Regions from separate parts of the Mus musculus genome. Here region 1 is linked to region 2. The links are chromatin contacts, called in public ChIA-PET maps. All regions are on one chromosome and are shown on one strand. The core of a region is the stretch at or near the end of the contact, and the rest is flanking DNA. Distances in the headings are between cores, read along the strand shown. Region 1 overlaps 5330439K02Rik (a long non-coding RNA gene). Region 2 overlaps Dip2b (disco interacting protein 2 homolog B).

Evidence for each region. ChIA-PET counts read pairs in DNA pulled down with a chosen protein or histone mark.
Region 1: an RNA polymerase II ChIA-PET map of effector CD8 T cells shows a contact between it and region 2, with 6 read pairs. The contact joins two enhancer-like sites. A contact is called at or near these places in 9 of 484 Hi-C or Micro-C datasets (the AtT-20 cell line, B cells, CD8 T cells and 2 more), 2 of 115 datasets of contacts at active chromatin or transcription factors (bone marrow-derived macrophages and effector CD8 T cells) and 1 of 9 other capture datasets (embryonic stem cells).

Annotation. Positions count from the first base shown.
Region 1 is chr15:100,442,005-100,447,602 of GRCm38.p6, forward strand. The region is part of intron 1 of 5330439K02Rik (a long non-coding RNA gene); the gene reads right to left. Among named protein-coding and RNA genes, the nearest start is that of Gm5475, 22 kb to the left of the region's middle. Within about 2 kb of position 1,382, at least 311 of the 459 cell types and tissues checked have an H3K27ac peak or open chromatin away from gene starts, as enhancers often do. A contact at or near this core is called in CD8 T cells and effector CD8 T cells, where this site is marked.
Region 2 is chr15:100,177,770-100,183,479 of GRCm38.p6, forward strand. Dip2b (disco interacting protein 2 homolog B) reads left to right here. Exons shown (of 38, transcript NM_001159361.2): 20 at 673-753; 21 at 3,540-3,667; 22 at 5,238-5,352. Among named protein-coding and RNA genes, the nearest start is that of Atf1, 47 kb to the right of the region's middle. Within about 2 kb of position 2,657, at least 68 of the 459 cell types and tissues checked have an H3K27ac peak or open chromatin away from gene starts, as enhancers often do. A contact at or near this core is called in CD8 T cells and effector CD8 T cells, where this site is marked.

The DNA.
Region 1 (5,598 bases), core at 132-2,631, 260 kb after region 2:
CTGGAACTCTGTAGACCAGGCTGGCCTCGAACTCTCAAAGATTTATTTATTTATTATATATGAGTTCACTGTTGCTGTCTAGAAACACACGCATCAGATCTCATTGCAGATGGTTGTGAGCCACCGTGTGGTTGCTGGGATTTAAACTCAGGAGCAGTCAGTGTTCTGAACCACTGAGCCATCTCTCCAGCCCTAGCCTAGTCTAGTCTTAAAAGAACTCGTGCATAGGAATTGAAGATGGAGAAAGGGGGTGGCAGATCCAGGTCATCGAGTTCCCAGAATGAAGCAGGGTCTGTTGTGTAAACAAAGATTTTACCAGGTCATGGGGACTAAAATATGTGCACAGAAGTCTTATGAGGTAAGAAAGAAGGTTTGCGTTCTTTGCCCTAAACACAAGTTTTATAATATTTGGTGGCAGAGACTCATGTTTAATATGACTAACACTATTAATCATGGACTTTGAGGTTTCAGAATCCCTTACTGAGGCTGGAGAGATAGCTCAGTGGCTGAAGGTCCTGAGTTCAAATCCCAGCAACCACATGGTGGCTCACAAACATCCATAATGAGATCTGATGCCCTCTTCTGGTGTGTCTGAAGACAGCTACAGTGTACTTAGATATAATAATAAATAAATCTTTATAAAAAAAAAACTCTCTTCCTCTCCCCTCACCTCCAACAGGTATAGCTGGGTGGTGGTGGCACACACCTTTAATTGGAGGCAGAGGCAGAGGCAGAGGCAGAGGCAGAGGCAGAGGCAGAGGCAGAGGCAGAGGCAGAGGCAGAGGCAGAGGCAGAGGCAGAGGCAGAGGCAGAGGCAGAGGCAGAGGCAGAGGCAGAGGCAGAGGCAGAGGCAGAGGCAGAGGCAGGTGGATCTCTGTGAGTTGGAGGCCAGCCTGATCTAGAGAGTGAGTTCCAGGCCAGCTGGGGCTATGCAGAGAGGCCCCGATTCAAAACAAACAAAAAAATAATTTATGTTTGTGCATATATCTATATAGACATAGATACACTTACCTGTGTAAGTACAAACATGTGTTATATGTATTTCTATACAATACATACATGCGCAACAGAATCTTCCCTTTAGGGTGGAAGCTCATTATATTCCTTGTTTTAAAATGTCCCATGGCAGGAAATGCCTGCTTACCACAACGCCGCTGGCTCTCTGTAACTTGGCCAAAGTATCTACCTGATTACAGTATCTCTAGATGATAACATTTTGCTACTGCATGGGGAGGCCTGACAGCGATCTCCTTATCACTGGGGGGAAAGAAAGCCAGTAAATGCCTTTGAGTCAGATCAGATCCAGAACCCAACTGCAGCTAACCTAGAGGCAGCTCAGTTTCCCTGTCCTCTGATAGCCCCTAAAGACAGTAGCCTGGACCAGCGTGGGTTCGATCCGAGAAGAAAAGCTACCAGTCATGACGCGTAAGGGTGCTTGTCACAGAGCTATGACCTTAAACAACATGAAAGCTGGTGTTGGGGGCGGGGGCGGGGGTGGGGGGGTGGGAGGGAAGGAGAGGAAGCAAGGGAGGGAGGGGGTGTTTGTGTGGCGCGCGCGCGCGCGCGCGTGTGTGTGTGTGTGTGTGTGTATGTGTGTGTGTGTGTGTGTGTGTGTATTCACCGGCAGAGAAGGTGGGTTTCCTGCTTTATAGCCCTCTCGCCTCATTTCCTTGCGACAGTCCCTCCCTCACTGACCCGGGATTGGCTGGCAAGCAGCAAGCATTCTCTTGTCTCTAAAGCCCACAGCGCTGCGTCACGGGCATGCATAGCCACGCCCATCTTTTTCCCTGGGCGCTGCAGACTTTCTGGGTTTTGCTGCCCATATTCACAGCAAGCCTTAACCTATTTTGGTCCGTCCTTGTCTAGAAACACCTCCACAGACACTGAGAAGTGCAGTTCGCTAACAGCTCCTCAGCGTTCCTGTGTCCTAGACTAAGTACTGCAGACTCTAACTAGTCTACAGTTGCTTCTCTTATCCGAAGCCTCAGTTTCCCCTGCAGTGAAATGAGGGGATTTTAAAGTCATTTTAGAACACTGGCAGTCAGGCCAGCATACATGAACCAAGGCCACTGCCTCCCAGCCGGTCTGCCTCTGCTGTGGAGGGCGGTCTTTCCATTTCATTTTCTGCTTGTTCAAATGCAAACAAACAAGGGAACAAATATGTAAATAGAGCAAGAAGCTTGCCTTCTTAAAGGGTATTCGGTTTCCATACAAACAGAGAAGCCAGGCGTTTAACAGTAAAGCCGGAAAGGAAAGTGGAAATCAAGATCGCAGGAAGGTTACGGAGTGTTCAGAGTCCCCCGGGAAACGAGACGGAAATGGGGATTGGTGGTGTTATGCCTGCCTGGTGTGTGTGGCACTGAAAACTCATCACTGAGAAACGTGATGCAGGAATACAAGCCCCTGTTGCAAACCTGCTGGCTTTTACCTAGGTAAGTACGATCAAACCTTCAGACAGAGCTGGCGATGCCAACCGGCACTGCCTGCTCCCCAGAGGACCTGGGTTTGATTCCTAGCACAACCACCTGTAACTCTGGTTTCAGGGGATCGGATGCCTTCTTCTGGCTTCCTCGGACAAAGTGTGCACATGGTATACAGACATACACCCAAGGAAAACACCCATAAAATAAAGAAAAAGAAAAACTATCAAATGTTTAATCCTGTTTTTATTTGCATATTTAGGGGACGGTGGCTGTCTGTTGAGGGGTTTTCTTTTGTCAAGCCTGGGGTTTGGTGTATGCTAGACAAGCACTCTACAGCTGAGCTATACCCTGGCTCAAAAGATTGCTTCTCCTCAAATAAAATAAAATAAAATAAAATAAAAATATAAATAAATCAATTGGTCACAATTTACTTTAAGGCCTGAAAACATTGAGTGATCAAAGTGAAACCATGGTAGCTAGGCAGAGTGGCACACACTTGGCATCCTGGCACACCAGGAGCTGAGACGAGAGCATCGTGAGTTCAAGACCACCCTGAGCTACAGTGCTTGCAGGACACTGTCAAAAAATATTAATTTTTGTTATTGCTTTTGTGGTACTGGGGTCTAAATTTGGCAGCTTGTTCTCCCTTGGCAAGCACTCTACCACCAAACTATAACTGAGCTCTTGGGATTTCTTAAAGTTGGTAAATGTGATATAAAACTTTTAAAAAATATAGTCATCAAGTTGGCTCAGTGGTAAGTGCACTTGTCACACAAGTGTCACGACCTGAGTTCTAGTCCCAGAATCCACAGTGGAGCTAGGAGAACTGACTCCCTCAAAAACTGTCTATTTGTTTATTTTTCAAGAGGGTTTCTCTGCGTAGCTCTGGAGATCCTGGAACTCATTCTGTAGACTAGGCTGGACTGGAACAGGAAGATTTGCCTGCCTCTGCCTTCCAAGTGATGGGATGAAAGGTGCATAACCCCATCCAACAAAACTGTCCTTTTTAAAAAAAAGTTTAAGGCCAATGGTGTTGGCGCATGCCTCTAATTTCAGCATTTGGGAGGCAGAGGCAGAGGCAGGTTTGGGGTGACCCTGGTCTACAGAGCGAGTTCCAAAAGTTTACAAATAAAATACAGGTGCAATCAACCTCTAAGCATATGAAATATGATTTTTTTTAGTTTTATTTATTTATTTATTATATGTAAGTACACTGTAGCTGTCCTCAGACACTCCAGAAGAGGGAGTCAGATCTCGTTATGGATGGCTGTGAGCCACCATGTGGTTGCTGGGATTTGAACTCCTGACCTTCGGAAGAGCAGTTGGGTGCTCTTACCCACTGAGCCATCTCACCAGCCCGAAATATGATTTTTAAAAGCAATTGTCTTAGTTAAGGTTTTATTGCTGTGAAGAGACACCATGACCAAGGCAACTCTTATAAAGGGCAACATTTAATTGGAGCTGGCTTACAGTTTCAGAGTTCAGTCCATTATCATCATGGTGTCTATGGGGGGCAAACCTATTTAAACCACCACACCAATGTTACTTAAAATGCAAGGTGATGATACAAAATCAAAAATCTTGCACACGGTTAATGAGAACATGATCAGCAGCAAATCACTCAAAGAAAACAGAATTGCCAGGCCCGGTGGCACTGCTGTGACACCAGCATTCAGGAGGCTGAGGCAAAAGCATTGCTTTTAGGTTGTAGCAAGCCTGGAGTTTATACTGAAGTCCTGTTTTTAAAAAACTGGGAATGGAGAGATGTCTCAGCAGTTAAGGGCACTAGCTGTTCTTGCAGAGGACAGTTCCTAGAACCTGCATGATGGCTCACAACCGCCTGTAATTCCAGTTCCAGGTGATCTAATGTTTTCTGACTACCACAGGCACCAGGCACACTGGCAGGCAAAACTCTCTTACATATAAGAGTAAAGACATCTTTTTTTTTTTTAAAGATTTATTTATTTATTATACATAAGTATGCTGTAGCTGTCTTCAGACACTCCAGAAGAGGGTGTCAGATTTCGTTACAGATGGTTGTGAGCCACCATGTGGTTGCTGGGATTTGAACTCAGGACCTTTGAAAGAGTAGTCAGTGCTCTTAATCACTGAGCCATCTCTCCAGCCCTAAACACATCTTTTAACTTGGAAGGTGGTGGTGCACACTTTCAACACCAGCACTCCAGTACTCGGGAGGCAGAGACAGGCAGATCTCAAAGACCAGCCTGGTCTACAGAGTGAATTCCAGGACAGTCAGGGCTACACAGAGAAACCCTGTTTCAAAAAAACCAAAATAGATTAGATAGATAGATAGATAGATAGATAGATAGATAGATAGATAGATAACTAGGTTAAACAAATTAAACAAATGGGGGGTTTTAAAAATATTTTCTGAGCTGGGCTGTGGTCGCGCACACCTTTAATCCCAGCACTTGGGAGGCAGAGGCAGGCGGATTTCTGAGTTCTAGGCCAGCCTGGTCCACAAAATGAGTTTCAGGACAGCCAGGGCTATACAGAGAAACCCTGTCTTGAAAATCCACAAAAAAAAAAAAAAAAAAAAAAAAAAAAGTTCTGAGTTTTCCCATTCTTTTCTTTCTTGTCAGGGTTTCATATAGTGCAGGCTAGCATTGTACTCTGAGTCTCCTACTTCCACTTTGGAGGTCAGGGGTTACAGGTTTACATCATCCCAACAGGCTTGTGGTTAGCTCTGGTTAGAAAGCCGCTGATAGTTGAGGCTTCCTGGAAAGCTGAGGTGCCCCCAGATGTTCACGGTCCTGGTAAAAGGCAGAGAGGGGTATGGTGACTAGGGCCAAAGGCTGTGGCTCCAGCTGAAAGCAGAGGGGAAGAAGAACTTAGTTACCTGGGCTCTTTTCTCTTTGACTGGGGACTCCTCACTGGCCAGGCAAGAGGCTCAGAGTTTGTTAACTCTTTGTGGGTCAGAGAGAAAAGAAAAGGATAGGAAAGAAAAGACGAGGAGAGAAAAGAAGGAAAGGAAGGAAGAAAGGAAAGAAGGAAGGAAAGAAGGAAGGAAGGAAGGAAGGAAAGAAGGAAGGCAGGGAGTCAGGCACACATAGACACACGCATCCTGGATGAAGAAGAAAAGGGCTCTACCACCAATTTATTGGTGTTCTTAGTTTTCATGCCTTCTGCAGATGATTGGTCACATGGTTTTCTA
Region 2 (5,710 bases), core at 1,407-3,906:
TTCTTGGGGGCTGGGGATCAGAACTGCAGCCCTCAGGCTTGCACAGAAGCCTATCCCGTGACCCTGGGTTAACATACTTAGTTGTGACATTAGTCTGTGTATCTTGTGAGATGACACAGTGGGTGAGGGCACTTCACGTGCTGTCTGATGTGTGCTACCCACAATCCACATGGCGAAAGGCGAGAGCCAGCTCCTGCATTTGCCCTCTGACCTCACAAGCATATAAAGGCCCCATACCTGCAGTGATACAAACACAAATCAACGTAATAAAATATTTGACTGTGAGTGTATAGCTTTTTAAAAGTCTGGAGAGGTAAACTCTGAACTGGATGAGATTCCTGGATTTGTTGCAGATTATACCTTCCAATAAGCATATTATGTGTGTGTGTTTATAATTCTATTTGGGGGTTGGTTGGTTGGTTGGTTTTAGAGACAGGGTCTCATTGTGACGTCTTGGCCAGCCTGGAGTTGCAGTGTATACCTGGCTGGCCTCCGAATCACAGAGCTCTCCTGCCTGACTCCTGAGTGCTGGAATTAAAGGCTTGTACCAACCATGCCCTGCTCAGTTAGAATATAATACATGTAGTTTTTTCTTTTAAGTAAGACTTTTAAAAATCAGATACATTTTTTTTAACTAACCAAGCTTTTCACCTTTTTCCTTTTGTCTTTTAGGTGATTCCAGTGACTTCTTCAGGCTCTCCTGTAGGGGACGTACCCTTCATCCGGTCAGGGCTGCTGGGATTTGTAGGGCCTGTAAGTGACGGTTCCTATTGATTTTGCAACATTTGATCTAAAAGCATTTGAACTTGGATTCACAGAACTGAACAGATTCCGAGTAGTGAAAGGGTGTCACTGGCCCTTTAACAACGATCAAAACGGCTCCTCCTCCTGTTTCTTTATTTAGACAAGGTCTCTGCAAAGCCCTGCCTGGTTGGAACTAGTGGAGATCCCTACCTCAGCCTCCCAAACGCTGGGATTAAAAATGATGCACTGTCTTTCAGACTGATTGTAGAAGACTGTCACAGGAATGAGCTAATGTTTTCTGCGTCTCTTGCCTAAGTTTCTGTGACTCCTACAGACTAAGGCTTCATATGTATCCTATATTTTTAAACATTTCACTTATTCTTACTACTTTTCTTGATTTATGTTAACATGCTCTGAGAAGTTAAGAGGAGGGAGGGGGGAAGGTTACTTCGTAGCCAAGGGAAACTGAGTGGCGAATGTAGAGAGTGTTTTCTTTTTCTTTTTTTTTTTTTCCATTTTTTATTAGGTATTTAGCTCATTTACATTTCCAATGCTATACCAAAAGTCCCCCATACCCACCCACCCCCACTCCCCCTTTTTGGCCCTGGCGTTCCCCTGTACTGGGGCATATAAAGTTTGCGTGTCCAATGGGCCTCTCTTTCCAGTGATGGCCGACTAGGCCATCTTTTGATACATATGCAGCTAGAGTCAAGAGCTCCGGGGTACTGGTTAGTTCATAATGTTGTTCCACCTATAGGGTTGCAGATCCCTTTAGCTCCTTGGCTACTTTCTCTAGCTCCTCCATTGGGAGCCCTGTGATCCATCCATTAGCTGAGAGTGTTTTCTTTTCTTTTCTTTTTTTTTTTTTTTTTTTTTTGGTTTTTCGAGACAGAGTTTCTCTGTGTAGCCCTGGCTGTCCTGGAACTCACTTTGTAAACCAGGCTGGACTCGAACTCAGAAATCCGCCTGCCTCTGCCTCCTGAGTGCTGGGATTAAAGGTGTGTGCCACCACGCCGGGCATGAGAGTGTTTTCTTAAGGATTCTCAGCAGTGCCCACCCTGGGTCATTGTAAATTCTTAGAAAACAGTTCGTTACCTGGCAAGTGTTATTCATGGTAGTGGTCTAGAGAGACAAGGACCCAAAAGCCTGTTCTCAAGGCACATACTGAGCCTGAGCAGGACACAAAGGCAGCAGAGAGCCAGGCTCTGATGGCCAGTGGGTAGGGCAGTGGCGAGCCATGGGGTAGTCACTATCCTGTCAACTCATACCCTCCATCTGTCGATGGCTCCTTCCTGCCCATCTCCTCCTCCTCCTTCTCCTCTTCCTCCTCCTAGCGCTCAGCTCATGTAAGAGCATGTGACACTGAGCCCTTAACACTGCAGTGCAGCTTCAGCTGTCTCAAGAGCCCAAATCTTGAGCGAGCTTGCTGCACTGCTATTGAGGTCCAGGACCCAGCTCCAACCGTCAGTCTGAAACAGATAGACTGTTGTCCGCTCTCTATGAATGATCCCCTGAACCCCATGTAAAGGGTCTGGTTGTGTCTGGCCTGAACCAGTCCCATGGTCAGATCTAGCTGCAAGGAAGATGAAGATGGAAATACCATGTCAGCTAAACAGCCTCACTGTGAAAGATTTGGAGAAGCAGGCATCCCTTCTCTCTCTCTTTTTTAAGGATTTGTTTCTATTATGTTAAATGTATATGCAAGTCTACATGCATAGCAGTGTTGGAGTTAAAGGAGCTGTGAGCCACCAGACTTTGTGCTGGCAGCCACACTCATGTCCTCTGCAGGACCAGGACATTCCCTTAGCCGCCTCTCTCTCCATTTACCACCAGCAGACTGTTAGAAGTGTGTCCCCTCTGGCTCTGGCGTTGTGGAGTTGGCTGGCTTCCTCTGGCACTGTGGGTAGACCAGCAGCTTCCTGTGCATTGACATTCTGTTTTTCTGGCTTAGCCCAGTCATTGTGTGGCACTACACTGTGCTCAGCAAGAGTGACATGCTTGTGGAGGTAACTGCCAACTCGAGAGGACATGCGAAGGGCCAATGGACCCAGGGGCCTGCTGCTCTGTTGTCCAAAAATCTGCAGGGTTCTTAGACCTTCTTGGGTATGTGTTTCTGATCTTGCCAATGGAGACAGTGTTACCCTTGCGAGCTCAAAGCAACTATTCACACACTAAAACCGTTGGCTCTCTCTAGCTCCAGGAGCAATAAAGTAACATTTCTCTCCCTGGTATTCACCCTGTGCCAACTACAGAAGAGCTAATGCACACCTGTGGCTGGAAAAGGGAACTCTGTGTGTGAGCACAGTTTCTCCCCTGTGAGAGTGAGATTTCCCCTAAGAATAAATAGGAACGGATTAATCTCTTATAGACGGTAAGACCTCAGTGGGTGCTAGCCAGATGCTCAGCAGGTAGAGGCGTCCCTGGGACCCATTGGGTGGAAGGAGAGGACAGTTCCTGCAAGTTGTCCTCTGAGTCACAGCGGGCAGTGGCCTGCCTGTGCCCACACACATGCACACAGATCGAGCCTTTTAAAGACTTGGTGGCTTTAAGATGTGCTTTTTTACTAATTCTAAAGAAAAATAATAATAAATCCCATAAACTATGACATTATTTTCTTTCGTATAAACACGTTTTTTGTGGTGTTGGGAGTTGAACTGTGTACATGTTTCACAGGTACGTTTCTTAGTGTTTGGTTTGGTTTTGTTTAGTGACATTTTCATGAAAACAGGAAATGTAAGGTGTCTGTTTTACCCTTTAAACTATGGAAATGAAGGTGAATCATTGCTAACTTTCAGGGTAGCTTGGTGTTCGTGGTTGGAAAAATGGATGGATTACTCATGGTCAGCGGCCGAAGACATAACGCCGATGACATTGTTGCTACTGGATTGGCTGTGGAGTCCATAAAGACCGTCTATCGAGGAAGGTGAGTGCTCTGAGATCCGTGTCACCACTCTGGGGTGATCTGAGCTGCGCTCTGTGGTTCTTCCAGGTGCTTGGGCTGGTCTAGCTTAGAGTGACAAAGCCCAGCTTTAAATACCCGTCCTGCAGCTGAGGCATGAAATGTGAGCAGTCTCAGAGTCTGTCAATGATTGTTGATTCTGAAGACTGAGGAGAATTCCAAGATAAAAAACATGACCTTCTTCAGAGATTGTGCTGTCCAGGCCAATATAGGTGGCTGCCACTCTGCGAGAGCAGACCTAAGAATCTTTCTCTCATTTCTAACTGAAGTGTTGTGTTTTCTATGTGGAGACTGACATGGCAGCTAAGTGCTGGAATTGTAGGTTCTGTAAACAAGGGCAGGCCTTCTCCTGTGCTTACTAATGCAAGGAAAGCGAGCCCAGCAGTTGTAGACGGTGTCTGTTAGGATGATTTCCACTTTGTTTTTACACAAGAGCACCTTCATACACATGTATGCTGTGCTTGGAGCCTATGCCACCTTCTCCCTCCTGTCCTGACCGTAGTTATGTACGAAGGGAACATCTAAAGACGTCACAGAAAACACCAGCTCCTGCATCGTGTGGTTTTCTGTCATGATGTGGCTTCCCAGGCATGGAGCTTCGTGGGCAGAGACCCACAGTCTGTGCTTGTAGCCACATCCGCAGTGCACAGCATGGTACCTAGCACAGTTAGCATCCCAGGGGGCAGGCAAGCCGGCATCATTGGCTCTCAGTTGTTTCAGTCCTCGTGCATTCAGTCAACAAATCCTCACTGGGTGTACTGCTTTTGGGGGTACTTTGGCAGTGAACAAAACAAGCTATGTGTGTGCCTTCTATTCTTGTGACAAACACTGAAGTCAGGCAAACAGTAACATAGATGGCACGTGAGAGGGTCTGAGTGCTGTGGAGTGAACACAGGAGGTGGTCTGGGAACGCCTCACTAGTAAGGGGACATTTGAGCGGAGACCTCCCTCAGGTCCACTTCCATCCCCTCCCTCTCTTGGTCTCCCTCGCCTGCCCGCGTCTGACTCGCTCCACTCTCTGCTTCACCACTCTGCTCCAGGCACACTGGCCTTCTCGCTGTTCCTCAAACCTGCCAAGCTCGTCCCTACCTCAGAACCTTCCCGCTTTCCGTTCCTTCTGTCCGGAATCCTCTTCCTCCAGATCTTCGCGTGGCTCGCGTCCTCACCTCCTTCAGGTCTCTGCTCCAGTGTCCACTCCCCAGGGAGGCGCTCCCCCAAGCACCCATAGCCACTCCACTGGCCCGACCCAGGCGCTTCCTGGTGCTTATCACAACATGCCTTCAGTAACTGTGTGACACGTAAGCGCCACAAAGCCAGGAACTGTGTTGTTTGCCACTCTGGTGCTTAATCCGCGCTTTTTGGTTTTATTCTCAACGACTCTCTCGGCCTGACTTGGTGGTGGCGACTGCACACTGTTTTTCTGCTGCTCACATCTGGGTGGGGTGGGTGGGGTGGCTCCTCTTTGATTCCAACTGAGGAAAGCTAATAGGATGGTTTTAAAGGGAGGCTGATGTGTTTGATCTATTTCTCTTAGAATTGCTGTGTTTTCTGTGTCTGTGTTTTATGACGAGCGCATTGTGGTGGTGGCAGAACAAAGGCCCGATGCGTCTGAGGAAGACAGTTTCCAGTGGATGAGCCGGGTGCTGCAGGTGAGTGCCTGACTGCGCTGGATCCGGGGTGGCTGCCACTGCAGGCTACCAGATACCCCGTCTTTAAAAATTATGTTTGAGCCTGGTGTGATGGCACACACCTTTAATCTCAGCACTCAGGAGGCAGAAAGAGGTCGATCTCTGTGAGTCTGAGGCCAGCCTTGTCTAGAGTGAGTTCTAGGACAGCCAAGGCTATACAGAAAAACCCTGTCTCAAACAATAACAAATGTATATATTTGTATGTGTATAAAATATATATATATATACATATATATACATACATATAATTTTATACATGTTTACAGTGAAATGTGTTTATATCCACTCTCCTTCATCCTCTAACTTTTCTCATACCCCC